Linked DNA regions of Sus scrofa: regions 2 and 3 are each linked to region 1. A link is a contact called in public HiChIP or PLAC-seq data. All regions are on one chromosome and are shown on one strand. The core of a region is the stretch at or near the end of the contact, and the rest is flanking DNA. Distances in the headings are between cores, read along the strand shown. Region 1 overlaps PTEN (phosphatase and tensin homolog). Region 2 has its middle 300 kb from the start of RNLS. Region 3 has its middle 340 kb from the start of PTEN.

Region 1 (4,267 bases), core at 1,230-3,729:
AAAATATATAGACAAAAAGATTACAAACTAAAGTACTAAAAGTAATAACCTCTGGTAGTAAGAATATGCATTTATTTCCCACTTTCTTATAATCTCTAAGGGGTAGGACATATATTTTTTCTTATTTTTCTATTTTTGGTATGATGAACTTGCACTGTTTAACAAGTTATAAAAATTACATATGCTCCAAATCTATTTACTAACTGTCAAGACACAACACCACCTTTCCCTATATGACTTACACTATGTGTAGTTTTCACAAATACTGAATTTCCATCAAAAAAAAAAAGTGTAATAATAAAAGTATCTAAGACTTAAACAGCATTTATTATAGGCCAGGAACAATTTTTCTCACTTTAAAAATACATAATTCACCCTCAATCTCAAAGCGTTCTTCTACTATAAGGACTCCAAAAGAAAACCATTTTAGGATTATCATTTTTAACATCATAAGCTATCTATTATTCTCACATAAGAAAATAGCTCCATCTAAAAATGTAGCTTGTATTCGATTAACGAAATGTTTTAGGGTTTCATGTTTCCATTCATGAAAAATATTTTTTAAAAAGAAGAGACTAGAGACTCAAATCAAGCCTAAAGCAGTATAAGTCCTGAAAGTGAATAATCTTTACTTTTTACTCTGTCTTGTAGAGAATATAAAAAAATGGGAAATCACAGTTAAAAAAAATGAGGCAGCCATAGGGAACCCAAAGTAGTGGCAGCTACCACCAATCAGGAATTCCTATCTAAAAAAAATTATAAACACATCTTAGCCAAAAATATAAACTGAAATAATGCCATGTTTTTCTAAGCAATGCAGTAGAAATTTTTTATTTAAAAAATAATTATTACTACTAAAAACCTGTCTAACTGATTAATTCTTCAGTAAGAATGCTAGTAAGATTCTAGCCCTATAGAGAAATCATAGAAATGGGGGAAGAACACAATGGAATACTACTCAGCCATAAAAAAGAATGACATAATGCCATTTGCAGCAACATGGATGGAACTAGAGAATCTCATACTGAGTGAAATGAGCCAGAAAGACAAAGACAAATACCATATGATATCACTTATAACTGGAATCTAATATCCAGCACAAATGAACATCTCCTCAGAAAAGAAAATCATGGACTTGGAGAAAAGACTTGTGGCGGCCTGATGGGAGGGGGAGGGAGTGGGAGGGATGGGGAGCTTGGGCTTATCAGACACAACTTAGAATAGATTTACAAGGAGATCCTGCTGAATAGCATTGAGAACTTTGTCTAGATACTCATGTTGCAACAGAACAAAGGGTGGGGAAAAAAAATGTAATTGTAACGTATACATGTAAGGATAACTTGATCCCCTTGCTGTACAGTGGGGAAAAAAAAAAAAGAAATGGGGGAAGGAATAAATTAGGAATTTGGGATTGACAGATACATACTACTATATATAAAATAGATAAACCACAAAGACCTACTGTATAGCACAGAGAATCACATTCAATACCTTGGATGACCTCTAATGGAAAAAATCCAAATCACTTTGTTATGCACCTGAAATACTGTAAATAAATACTCTTCAATTAAAAAAAAATACAAAGCCCCTTGAAATGCAGTCATTTTAACAGAACTATACTCAAATTTACTCTTGTATTATGAATACTAATTAAGTAAGGTTGCAAAGGGCTTGGTTAATTTAAGAAAACTATTTGTCAGTAACTATACATAAATGAGGGTGTTACGTACTCATTAAAGTGAATTCAGATACACCCCCCCCCGCTTTATTCACTTCATTACCCAAACACATAATGAACATTGTGCAAGGGGCACTGAGAACATAAGGCTAAGTAAACAAAGACTACTGCACTTGAGAGGTTCCTATTCTATTAGGGAAGACAGACATACAGATCTACAACTGTGCCAAAGGCCCCATTATACATAAGATCAAGATACTTTAAAAGCTAGAAAAAGGGATTAATTCTGTACAAGAAGAGATAAAGCTTTATAAAATAGGTAATACATTAGATAATCCTTAAAAAATAAGTCAGACATTAGTAAACAGAAGAAGAAACAAGGGCAATTACAACATTCCAAACAGAGGGTTAGAGAAGAAATAAAGGAACACATAAAATATTCAGAAAAAGCGAGTAGTCCAGCACAGCTCACACACGAAACTTTATGGAGAAGGTGGAGGGACTGATAGAGTAGCTCTAGTTTTAATGATGCTGTGGCAGGGAGCTTGGTCAACATGGGAGTTCCTATGGCCCTGCAATCTCTTATAGAGTAACAATCCAGTCCTTCCTATAAAGAAAAGCTAGGACTTCAGTCTTCTTAAGGTTTCAGGTTGCTCAGACTCTCATCTTTCTTATTCATACAGTTTTTCCCAAGACTTTGGCATCCCTCATAAGATTGAAAAACAGAAAGAACATGTCCCAGACAGTATGCCAAATGCATTCTCATTTAATCTTAACAATCCTATGAAGTAACATTACCACTTCATAGATGATGAAATTGAGGGTCAAAAAGATTGGGTAATTTGCCAAAGGTCCTAAAGCCAGTTAAGTAGTTTGTTATGATTCAAACTCATGTACCTAACTCCAAAGCCCAAGCTTTTTACACCATTCAGTCTCACAAAAGATTAAGTTTTTCCATGTTTCAAATCAATAAAATATAAAATTTTCAAAGGAAGCAGTTTCAAATGAAAGTAATTTGAAATAACGTTAAAATTAAAAAACTTCTGAAACACAATATAAAAATCTACTGGTATTTCCAAAACTAACGTCAGCAGCTATTGAGTGCTCAAACTTGAGGCAAATATTTCTTATGCCAAGAATTATATCAATAAACAAAATCTTTTTAATATATGGCTTTTTGCTTCCCTATGCTAAAACGTTTCTTACAAAAAAATTTTAGATATTTTGCTCTGAATAATAAAATACTATCATAATACTATTAAAACACTATCATATAATAGCACTGTCATAAGGATTAAATGATGTAATATATGAACAATGCCTAAAACAGTGATGTTTGTCTCTCAGTTGAACAAATGGTACAACTCTGGATTAGAAGAGCCCACCAGAACTATTTGGTTGTTCTTCAATGACACTGACTTACTGAATAATCTAACCCTTCTAAAGAGCATCTAAGCTTAACTGAAATTTTAAACTCTTTAAAAACTGTACTATATCAATTTGCCTTTTTATTTAAGAACATATGTAAAACGTAACTCCAGAAAGAAAAAAAGCCTTTTTTCCCCACATCATTGGCTACTACACATGCAACAGAGAGGTGAGAAATGCATATATGGTACTTTCTATTTTGCCCAAGTTGGAATGCCATCATAGCTATAGGAGATGAGACACAATAGACAGTCTTTCCCCACTCCCCTACCTTCAAGCAAATGTGCTAAATTTGTTTTGTTTAAACTGAAGTATAATTTACCTACAATTAAATACACAGATCTTAAGTTATTGGTTTATGAGTTCTGATAGTTATATATATCATGTTTGATTCAAGTGCTACAACAATCCCTTCTCACAACACTGAATACTGTTCCAAAGGAAAAAACTAATAAACATTAGTTATGTTTTAAAGTCTGTCTACAGAAGTTGATTTAACCCACAGTATAACTGACCTATTATAAAATAATGTGGCTTCATAAGAGCTAAATAATTTTATTGGATATTCTACGCAGCCAATCATAACTTAAAACACTAAAAATATTTTCCTAATTGCCTATAATTAACAAATTATCTTTTAGAAAACACCTTGTGAGTTGTGATCTCATGAGTCTACTGTATTTCAGAATTTTTAATTAATGCAGTTTATGCTATAAATTTACCTTGAATTTTCAAATAGAGGGTAACAACCAAAAATAGCTCCCTAACATATTTTGTTTTACTACTTTCCATTATGTTGCATTTTTTTCAAAATGACAAGGGATAAAAACAGTGCTCCCTAAGCCTTATTTTACAATAATATGTTCCTGACATATAGACTGAATCTTATTTTAAGTATAATAATTACTAACAGTAGAGCAGTTCTGAGAAGTTTCTCTGTAGTACTAGGTACAATGTGTAGATACGCTTATCCCTTAACAACTTATAAAGTACAGTGCTAGTATACAAATAACTATTTTTTTCTGCCATAATTATTTTAAGGAATTATTTAAATAATTAAATAATTTCCTTATTTCCAAAGATCACATATAAGCTATTTTTAGAATTCCAGCTAACTGTAAGATGTAACAATATGAAGTAATAGCATATACAGAACATGAC
Region 2 (4,267 bases), core at 1,002-3,501, 360 kb before region 1:
ACATATATATATCTATTTTCCTTTAGTTTTCATGTATATATATATATGAAAACTAAAGAAAAATAGATCAACATTTTAAGTTCTCAAGGTAGTGGGATTTTGAGTGATTTTTATACTTTTTCTGTGGTTTTATTTTTGTATTTTTATACTTTTACTATATTTTTATAAGGAACAAATAGGCTGCCATTCGACCTTGTTTTAAGGTGCTTCAGAGAGCAGAACCAAGACCAGTAGCATTAGGAAAGCTAAACTGAAGCTAATGACCAAAAGAAATTTCTAACCAGCAGAACTTTCCAATGGGCAGCAGACCTCTGGGGGCTTCTCTCTGCCATCCCAGGAAGTGATCCAGCAGAGTCTGGGTGATTACTAACTAGAATAGTCCACAGTGGGGAGAGGTCACAGGAACTGTGCTTCCCAACCCTGGCTGAGCCATTGCCACCTGGAGGAAGGCAAGAGAGGTGGGGGTTGAGGTGGGAGAATGCAGATTCCATACACCCCCATCTACCGGAATTGAACCTCCAGGGCTGAAGTCTAGGAATTTGCAATTTATTTAAATTTTCCCAGAGAACTCAGAGGCGTTTAGATAATTTCTGCATTGGAGAATGCATAAATTAGAAGATTTAGGGGTGTACCCAGTGGGGGCACTTGAAGCAAGTCAGAGACTCAGAGTCTGGAGATTGACTATTTCCATATAAAACCAAGGAGAATAGTACGGATACAAAGGGAAGTGTGCTGGTGGGACTAGGATGGAGAATGGAGTCACTTGAAGATAGGCACTGTGCACTGTTTAATAATCTAGGCATTTAACCTCTAGTCTAGGGGCCCCTCAGATTGTAACCCAAATAAAAGAATGTTCTTGTTTTTAGAAAATACATTCTGGGAGTTCCCGTAGTGGCTCAGCAGAAACAAATCTGACTAGTAACCATAAGGTTGTGGGTTCCATCCCTGGCCCCACTCAGTGAGTTAAGGATCCAGTGTTGCCATGAGCTGTGGTGTAGGTCACAGACATGGCTCAGATATGGTGTTGCTGTGGCTGTGGTGTAGGCCAGTAGCTACAGCTCTGATTCAACCCCTAGCCTGGGAACTTCCACATGCTGTGGGTGCCGCCCTAAAAAGCAAAAAAAAAAAAAAAAAAAAGCTGAAGTATTTAGTAGTAAAGGGGCATTTTGTCTACAACTAACTCTCAGATGGTTTAGAAGAAAAAAAATAGATAAGGAGATGAGAAATGCAAATGTGGCTAAACTAGAAATTTAAATAAAAGATAAAGAGACATCTTTGTCCTATTTTTTCATCTTCTCTGTAAGCTTGAAATTTTAGTGAAATAAAATGTTTCTCTCCAAAAGAACACAATTTTTTTTTTTTGTTTTTTTAGAGCCATACTAGCAGCATATAGAGGTTCCCAGGCTAGGGGGTTGAATCGGAGCTGCAACTGCCAGCCTACACCACAGCCACAGCAATGCTGGATCCTTAACCCACTGAGCGAGGCCATGAATTGAAGCTGCATCCTCATGGATACTGGTCAGATTCATTTCTGCTGAGCCATGACAGGAACTCCAATAAGACAATTGAAGACAAATCAAACACAATGGTAATCTCTAGGCCACTTGAATTTAAATCACTAGGTATACTTTTTCATTCATTCATTTATCCAGCCAACATTGATCAAGTGTCTATTCTGTACCAGGGTCTCCATTCAAAACACTTGGGATATATCAAAGATCAAAACACTTCCCTGTTCTCACACTGGTCAAATTAGAATTTCATAATATAAAATGCAAATCTGGTGGCCCTGAGACTGGATACATTAGAATTTCTGGAGAAAGGCCCAGGGATCCATATTATATAAAATTTCCTAGGATGCTGCTTATATATGCTAATGCTTTGCTGTTGTTTGAAATATGGGCTTTGACCTATAAGTGGCTCATAATAGCAATTTAGAGAGCTGAGAATTTTTTAAATTAAAATAGCAAAGAATGGGAAAAGAACAGAAAAAGAAAATAACATGGTGACATATAGGTATTGTTTCATAAAACTTTTGTTTCAGTGCCCTAGGACACTAAGTAAACTGGATTTCATATAGAAATCCACTGCCAGAAAATATGTAAAACATATCACTCCTCTTTCCTGTCTAGCCCCTATACCTAACAGTTCTCCCTTAGTTCAAATCTGGGGCTGCTAAGAGGCTGGGACACATCCGCCACCGTAAGAAGCAACAGGCTGTTCTGGGAATTTGACTAACTGGTCATATTCCTGACGTAACAGCACTTCCTTTTCCTTCTGTGTCGAGCCTAGATTGCATTCTCCCACAGATGGCAATGTCTTCAGCACACATCACATCATTTTCTTTGACAGACCCGACATAGCTCAGCACACTGTCTGTCCTGGCACTCTGTGGCAGAGATGGAGCAGCACACAGAAAGGAACTTCTAGAACCAAATGCTTCCATTTGGTGAGATACTTTTTGAGGGAATGAGAGCACAGGACATGTTGCAACCAGTTTTTCAGGCCACGATGCTAGGTGTTTAATTCAGGCCCCTCATGTATGGTTGAAATCCTAGGCAACTCATACTTTCTGACCCAGATGAGAGATAACGGTTGTCTTAAATCATAATGAAACAGGATGGGGTTAGCAAACCCACATGAAACACGCTGAGGAGTCCTCCTGGGAAACCCAAGAGCCTGCTGAGCTGACCAGTCCTGGGATGCTCCAGCAGTTGACCTGTGAGCTGGCCACACAAGTTTGCTGTCATTAAGAAGAGAAATCCAAAGGCTGGTTCAGCATAAATGGTCCCCTGGCTGCATTGAGGGCGGTGGCAAGTGAGTCATAAGCAGTTCAGGAAAGTAACGACGCACCCCAGAGGCCTAAGAAGTGCTGCTTTCATCTCTGTCTCATAGCAAGAGGAGTATCTCTTAAGGAACTGAAAATGGAATTACTCAAACTAAAAACTGCTGACCTCACCAGGACAATTCCTTTCCTAACCTGAGCCTTGGAAGCCCCCCCCCTCCCCAAATAAATTTGCTCATCAGAAAAGGGCAGAATTAGATACTCTCAGATGTACTCAGGGACATATTCAGAGCATTAGAAGCCAACCCTTCTCCACCTCAAACCAAAGCACTGAAGTGCTTGATTCTGTGCAGTTGTGGTAGAAATGCCCTCTATCAAAGGCAAGCTCCAATACCACAAGCCAAAGATAAATAACAGAGGAAATCATTGAGACCATGACCTCTTGGTGACCCCCGGGAGCTAAATCTTTGCTAGACCTCAGACTATCAAACAGGCCACCAGCCCGCCAGCAGCAGTTTATGTATGAACAGCCTGGAAGCCATCTCTGCCTGCAGAAGACTGGCTCTCTAGAAGCTTGAGAAGAGAAATCCCAAAGGAATTTCTTGTTCTCTTCCCCAAAGCAGGGGTTTGTTGTTTGGGAGAAGAATCCCCTTCTGAAAAATGAGCTCATTCCTGGGACGCTGCCAGGGTCATCCAGAAAAGGTATTTGCCTGGGAGTTGGGATGGTGTCTATTTCCCATCCAGTGGTGAGATAATTAGGATTTGAAAAATGTGTTCTTTGGATAACCAACAACAACAAAAAAATGAACTGGTAGGATCTCACAAGGGCCTTCTCCCTGCTGTAAATTTTAGTAATGGATGCAAATCAGCAAACATTACAGAGTATTTCCTATCTGACAAGCATTGTACAAAGTTCTCTGAGGATGCTGAACAGAACCAGACTCAAGTTGCTCCTAGAAGGAAACACCGAGTAGATGGAAACATGGAGTCCCCTCTTGAGACAGTGTCATAGCCAGGAAAGAGACCTGGCCACCACTTCTGCTTTAGGAACCCTGGAGGCATAGGACAGCAACTGAGGCTGAAGGAAGCCAGTATCTAAAGCAGGGAGTGGCCTCAAATTGCTCTTGGAGTGTCCGGCCTGAAGACAGGCAAAGTCAGCTAAATCCTCAGGGGAAACACACACACACACACACACACACACACACACACACACACACACACAAAGGTATAGAAAGAAGCTGGAAGATAAACCTGACCCTCAGTCTAATAGGAAGGTGATCTTGACCACAGGAAGGATACAGACAGATCTAATTCACATCTCCTGGCTGTAAGAATCACCAAGCAGTACAAAGGTAAATGATAGAGATTATATATGTAGACATAGATGTCATTATTTTGTTTTAGTTTTTTACCCTTCTCCCCTCTTTTGTCTTTTTAGGGCTGTACCCACGGCATATGGACCTTCTCAGGCTAGGGGCTGAA
Region 3 (4,267 bases), core at 954-3,453, 320 kb before region 1:
AGAAATTTTGATTTTTCAGAAAGACTATGAATTTACACTAATTTGCAAGTGTAATCCACATGAAAGTTTGAATTGTAGCTCAAAATCTGGAGAAAGGGATGAATGGATTGATTAATCGATTGATTGATAGGGAGTTCCTTGCTCAGAGCTGAAGGCTAAAGCCCCAGAGAGGGCACAGAGAGAGTAAAAGGAGAGTCTGAGCTGCCTGGACAACCTTCACTGAGCTAGAGGAAGAGAAGGAAAAATTAGTAAAGGAGACTGATAAAAAGTATGTGGAAAGGACACGGGAGAGCTTGAAAACCCTGCAAATGCAGTCGTGCACACCAAGAAATGGGTTCAGGAAGAAAAGATTAAAGCTTGGGTCAAATTGTACCAAAGAAACCAAGGAGGAAATAGAGAAAATATGATTAAATAGGTAACAAAGTGGTAATTTTAAGAAAAATATTTTAGGGAGTTCCTGTTGTGTCTCAGTGGGTTACGAACCCAACTAGTATCCATGAAGATGTGGGTTTGATCCCTGGCCTTACTTAGTGGATTAAGTATCTGGTGTTGCTGTGGCTGAGGCATAGGCCAGCAGCTGCAGCTCCAATTTGACCCAGCCTGGGAACTCCCATATGTCCCTAAAAAGCAAAAAAAAAAAAAAAAAACATTTAAGAATTAAAAATTAAAAATGGGAGTTCCTATCCAGGCACAGATGAAACGAATCCAACTAGGAACCATGAGGTTGTGGGTTCAAATCCTGGCCTTGCTTAGTGGGTTAAGGATCCTGGCCATGCTGTGAGCTGTGGTATAGGTCGCAGGCGAGGTTCAGATCCTGTGTTGCTGTGGCTGTGGCCTAGGCCGACAGCTGTAGTTCTTATTGGACCCCTAGCCTGGTAACCTCCACATGCTGTGGCTGCAGCCCTAAAAAGCAAAATAAATAATAAATAAATAAATATTTTAAAAAATTAGGCGTTCCCGTCGTGGCTCAGTGGTTAACAAATCCGACTAGGAACCATGTGGTTGCGGGTTTGAACCCTGGCCTTGCTCAGTGGGTTAAGGATCCGGCATTGCCACGAGCTATGTGTAGGTCTCAGACGTGGCTCGGATCCCACATTGCTGTGGCTCTGGCGTAGGCGGGCAGCTACAGCTCTGATTACACCCCTAGCCTGGGAATCTCCATATGCTGCAAGTGCAGCCCTAGAAAAATACAAAAAAAAAAAAAAAAAAAGAAATGAAAAGTGAAAACAACAACAACAAAATGTAGTTTTAAGAGAGTGATGGTGACAAAAGCCAGGGTTTAGAAGATATGGGTGGGGGTACAGTGAGTAGACACTGAGAAAAGAGGTGGCAGCAGTATAGATACATCCTTATGGAAGCTGGGTCATTGTAGAAAACCACTAAGATGTAGAGGCAGTGTGTTATCATAGCATAACCTAGTCTTATTCTTGCTACAGACAGTGAAAGAGAAAAAAGTCAGGAAAAAAAGTGGGAAAAGAGAGGAACTAAGTCGAAGCAAATTTCTCTAATTTTTGTTTTGGTTTTTCATAGTTTTAGATCAAATGAGACCCAAGCATGTTAGTTAGGAAAACAGAAAGAGTCAGTAGAAAGGAAAACCTTGCAAATGAAAAAGCAGTGTCCTAAAAAGAGCAGGAAATACAGCAGTGTTCAAGCCCAGCGGTGGGTCTCTGCCTTTCTTCCAAGACAGGAGTGAAAATCTGGACCCAGAATGAATACCTGCAGTTTGGGTTAGAGAAGGAAATTGAGGGGGCCCACCCTCATTGGCTCATGCACTTGACTTCTGAGAAAGGCAAGGGGAGGCTGGAGTTTGGAATCCTGGGAACAGAGCAATTTCAAGGGATGACGAGTGTCTAGGACTGAAATAACCATGCATGCAACCATCGCCTTTGTGTATCAACCTCCTGGCAGCTGTCCATGTAGAATGACTGGCAAGCACGGCAACTGACTGCATTGCATTCTTTTGGTTTAAATTTGATAGGCATTTCTTGGACAGAATCATCATTATTTTAAAAGGATAGTCATACCCAGGAAGGGTTAAAATTCATTTTTCAAGTTCTAGCCCAGTTCCCAACCCTTACTGTTTCCCCAAGTCCTTTAACAAAATTTGTTATCCCATTGACAGGCCAGTGTTGGTCCCCTCCACAGAACAACACATGCTGTGCTCTCTCTCTGAGTGTACTCATGATGAACTTCAAGCCACACATCTGCTGCAGAGAAGGAACTCTTATTCCCAAATGGCTGACATCAGCTGAAGATTCTGGGTTCATCTCTACTGTAGCGTATTTTTATTAGATAGACTGCTGGAGAATCAGAGGAATAAATTTAGTTACTATGTCTATACCTCATTACAATGCATCCCCAACTATTGTTCTTTTCATCAGCTTAATGTTATTCTGAGACTCTGTTTCTAAAAAGTGAATATCTGGATTAAAACCAACGTCCCATCCTCATTTACTGCCAAGCCATTGCTATATCTGTGCTAAGGATGTATTATTGTGATGTCACCACCCCAAGCCTCTTTCTTTGATTTAAAGCAGTGGTTGGCAAAGATTTTGTGTAAAGGCCCAGAGAGTAAATATTTTAGGCTTTGTGAGACACATGCTCTCTGCTGCAATTAGTCAGTTGTCATTGTAACACGAAAGCAGCCAGAGATGATACCTAAACGAATGAACATGGTCGTGTTCCAATAAAACTTTATTTACAAAAACAGGCAGTAGGTTGGATTTAGCCCATAGGCTATTCTTTGCCAACCTGGGATTGGCAAGAAGACTTCAGGTGAACTGATAGCTAAAAAACAGTATCTTTTCATGTGCTCATCTCCTAGAAGGGAAAAAAAAAAAAAACACCACTAAAACATTTTTCTTGGACATTTTATTTCATTTGTAGCCAACAGTATGGCATTTCCCCCATTCTAATACATGGCATCTTAAGTTTTTAGATTCCTTTCCCACAAAAAGTTGACAACAGCAGTAGAATTTAACTCAGGGAAGAGAGGGTTAAGTGGTTCAAAATTGAAGGGTGAAAGTATCACTTATCTGCAAACACAGCCTCCTCTTTAGAAACTGATTTACCCAGACATTGAGTTGATTATAAGAGATGTAGAGTAAAAACAAATTTGCTGACCTTCATTTCAGAGATCAAAGGTTAAATTCATACCCTGTAGGATGGTTCTGTTAAATCACTCCCAAGCTGCCTGGTGACATATTTTTGAAAAATATTTCTCTCCAACTTTATCAAGTGTTCTTTGTGTTCTGGAAACATGATTTGAAGTCCCAGCTGGAGCTGGGACCTTATGAGTCTTAGATAGCTGAAATTCTTCTTCAACTATATCCAGAGACATGTGGTTAGTTGGGAGAGACATTAATTGCAGGGATATTAATACCTCTGAGTCTAGTTTTATTTATCAAAGATTGATATTCTGTCTTTCTAGTTGTTGAAGACTGAAATTAAAATTTTGCACTGGATAACAAGGGGTTGTATAAACTGTGCACAGATAAAGAGCTGAAATTGTCCACTTTGATGTCCTTGACATTGGGCTGGATAAACATGTCTTAAATTATAATGTCTGTTGATGACTGAGTGTTCCTAACTTCTTTGCCTCTAAGCACTGCTTCGGCACAGAATCCCAACAGTTCCAAAATTAGGAAAACTTTGTGCACAAATTAGTTAAATTCAAAACCTTTATTTTAAAAAAGGCAAAGTTTTTGTCTCTTCAATTATGAATTCATACAAAACCTTTACAGAATTCATTTTATGACAAAGTTTTGTCAGTCATAGTGAGATGAAAAAAGTTAGAACACCAGTGTAAGTATTTTATATAGCTAAATGCATTTAGAGGACCTTTCTTTAGTCTATTTTTATATTAATTAATTGATTTTTAATGATTTTTAATTATATAATTAGTTAATTCATAGAATAATGACAAATTATTAGCAACCTTATATTGGTCCCAAGTTGTTTTCAATTACAATTGCTGTGTTCCGAGTTGTGGTCCTCCAAAATTCATATGTTTAGGCCCTAACCCCCAAATTAGAAATATTATTTGGGAGGTTTTTATAAAATAACTGAGTTAAGTTAGGGCGTGAGGATGGGGCAGTCATGATGGGATCAGTAGGTATAGGAAAAAAAGAAGAGAGATTTCTGGAAACCAGGAACAAGACCTTCACCAGGAACCAAACTAGCTGGTATCTTAATCTTGAACTCCCATGCCTTCAGAACTGAGAGAAATAATTATCTATTGTCTAAGCAAAATACGGACCTATGATAT

The links. HiChIP or PLAC-seq counts read pairs in DNA pulled down with a chosen protein or histone mark.
Region 2: a contact with region 1 is called in an H3K27ac HiChIP or PLAC-seq map of alveolar macrophages. The contact joins two enhancer-like sites. A contact is called at or near these places in 1 of 47 Hi-C or Micro-C datasets (omental adipose tissue) and 2 of 2 datasets of contacts at active chromatin or transcription factors (alveolar macrophages and skeletal muscle).
Region 3: a contact with region 1 is called in an H3K27ac HiChIP or PLAC-seq map of alveolar macrophages. The contact joins two enhancer-like sites. A contact is called at or near these places in 2 of 47 Hi-C or Micro-C datasets (both in embryonic fibroblasts) and 1 of 2 datasets of contacts at active chromatin or transcription factors (alveolar macrophages).

What each region holds. Positions count from the first base shown.
Region 1 is chr14:99,947,888-99,952,154 of Sscrofa11.1, reverse strand. All of the region lies in intron 1 of PTEN (phosphatase and tensin homolog), which reads right to left. Among named protein-coding and RNA genes, the nearest start is that of PTEN, 20 kb to the right of the region's middle. Within about 2 kb of position 2,479, at least 2 of the 83 cell types and tissues checked have an H3K27ac peak or open chromatin away from gene starts, as enhancers often do. A contact at or near this core is called in alveolar macrophages, where this site is marked.
Region 2 is chr14:100,305,980-100,310,246 of Sscrofa11.1, reverse strand. No RefSeq gene overlaps it. Among named protein-coding and RNA genes, the nearest start is that of RNLS, 300 kb to the left of the region's middle. Within about 2 kb of position 2,251, at least 7 of the 83 cell types and tissues checked have an H3K27ac peak or open chromatin away from gene starts, as enhancers often do. A contact at or near this core is called in alveolar macrophages, where this site is marked.
Region 3 is chr14:100,262,962-100,267,228 of Sscrofa11.1, reverse strand. No RefSeq gene overlaps it. Among named protein-coding and RNA genes, the nearest start is that of PTEN, 340 kb to the right of the region's middle. Within about 2 kb of position 2,203, at least 10 of the 83 cell types and tissues checked have an H3K27ac peak or open chromatin away from gene starts, as enhancers often do. A contact at or near this core is called in alveolar macrophages, where this site is marked.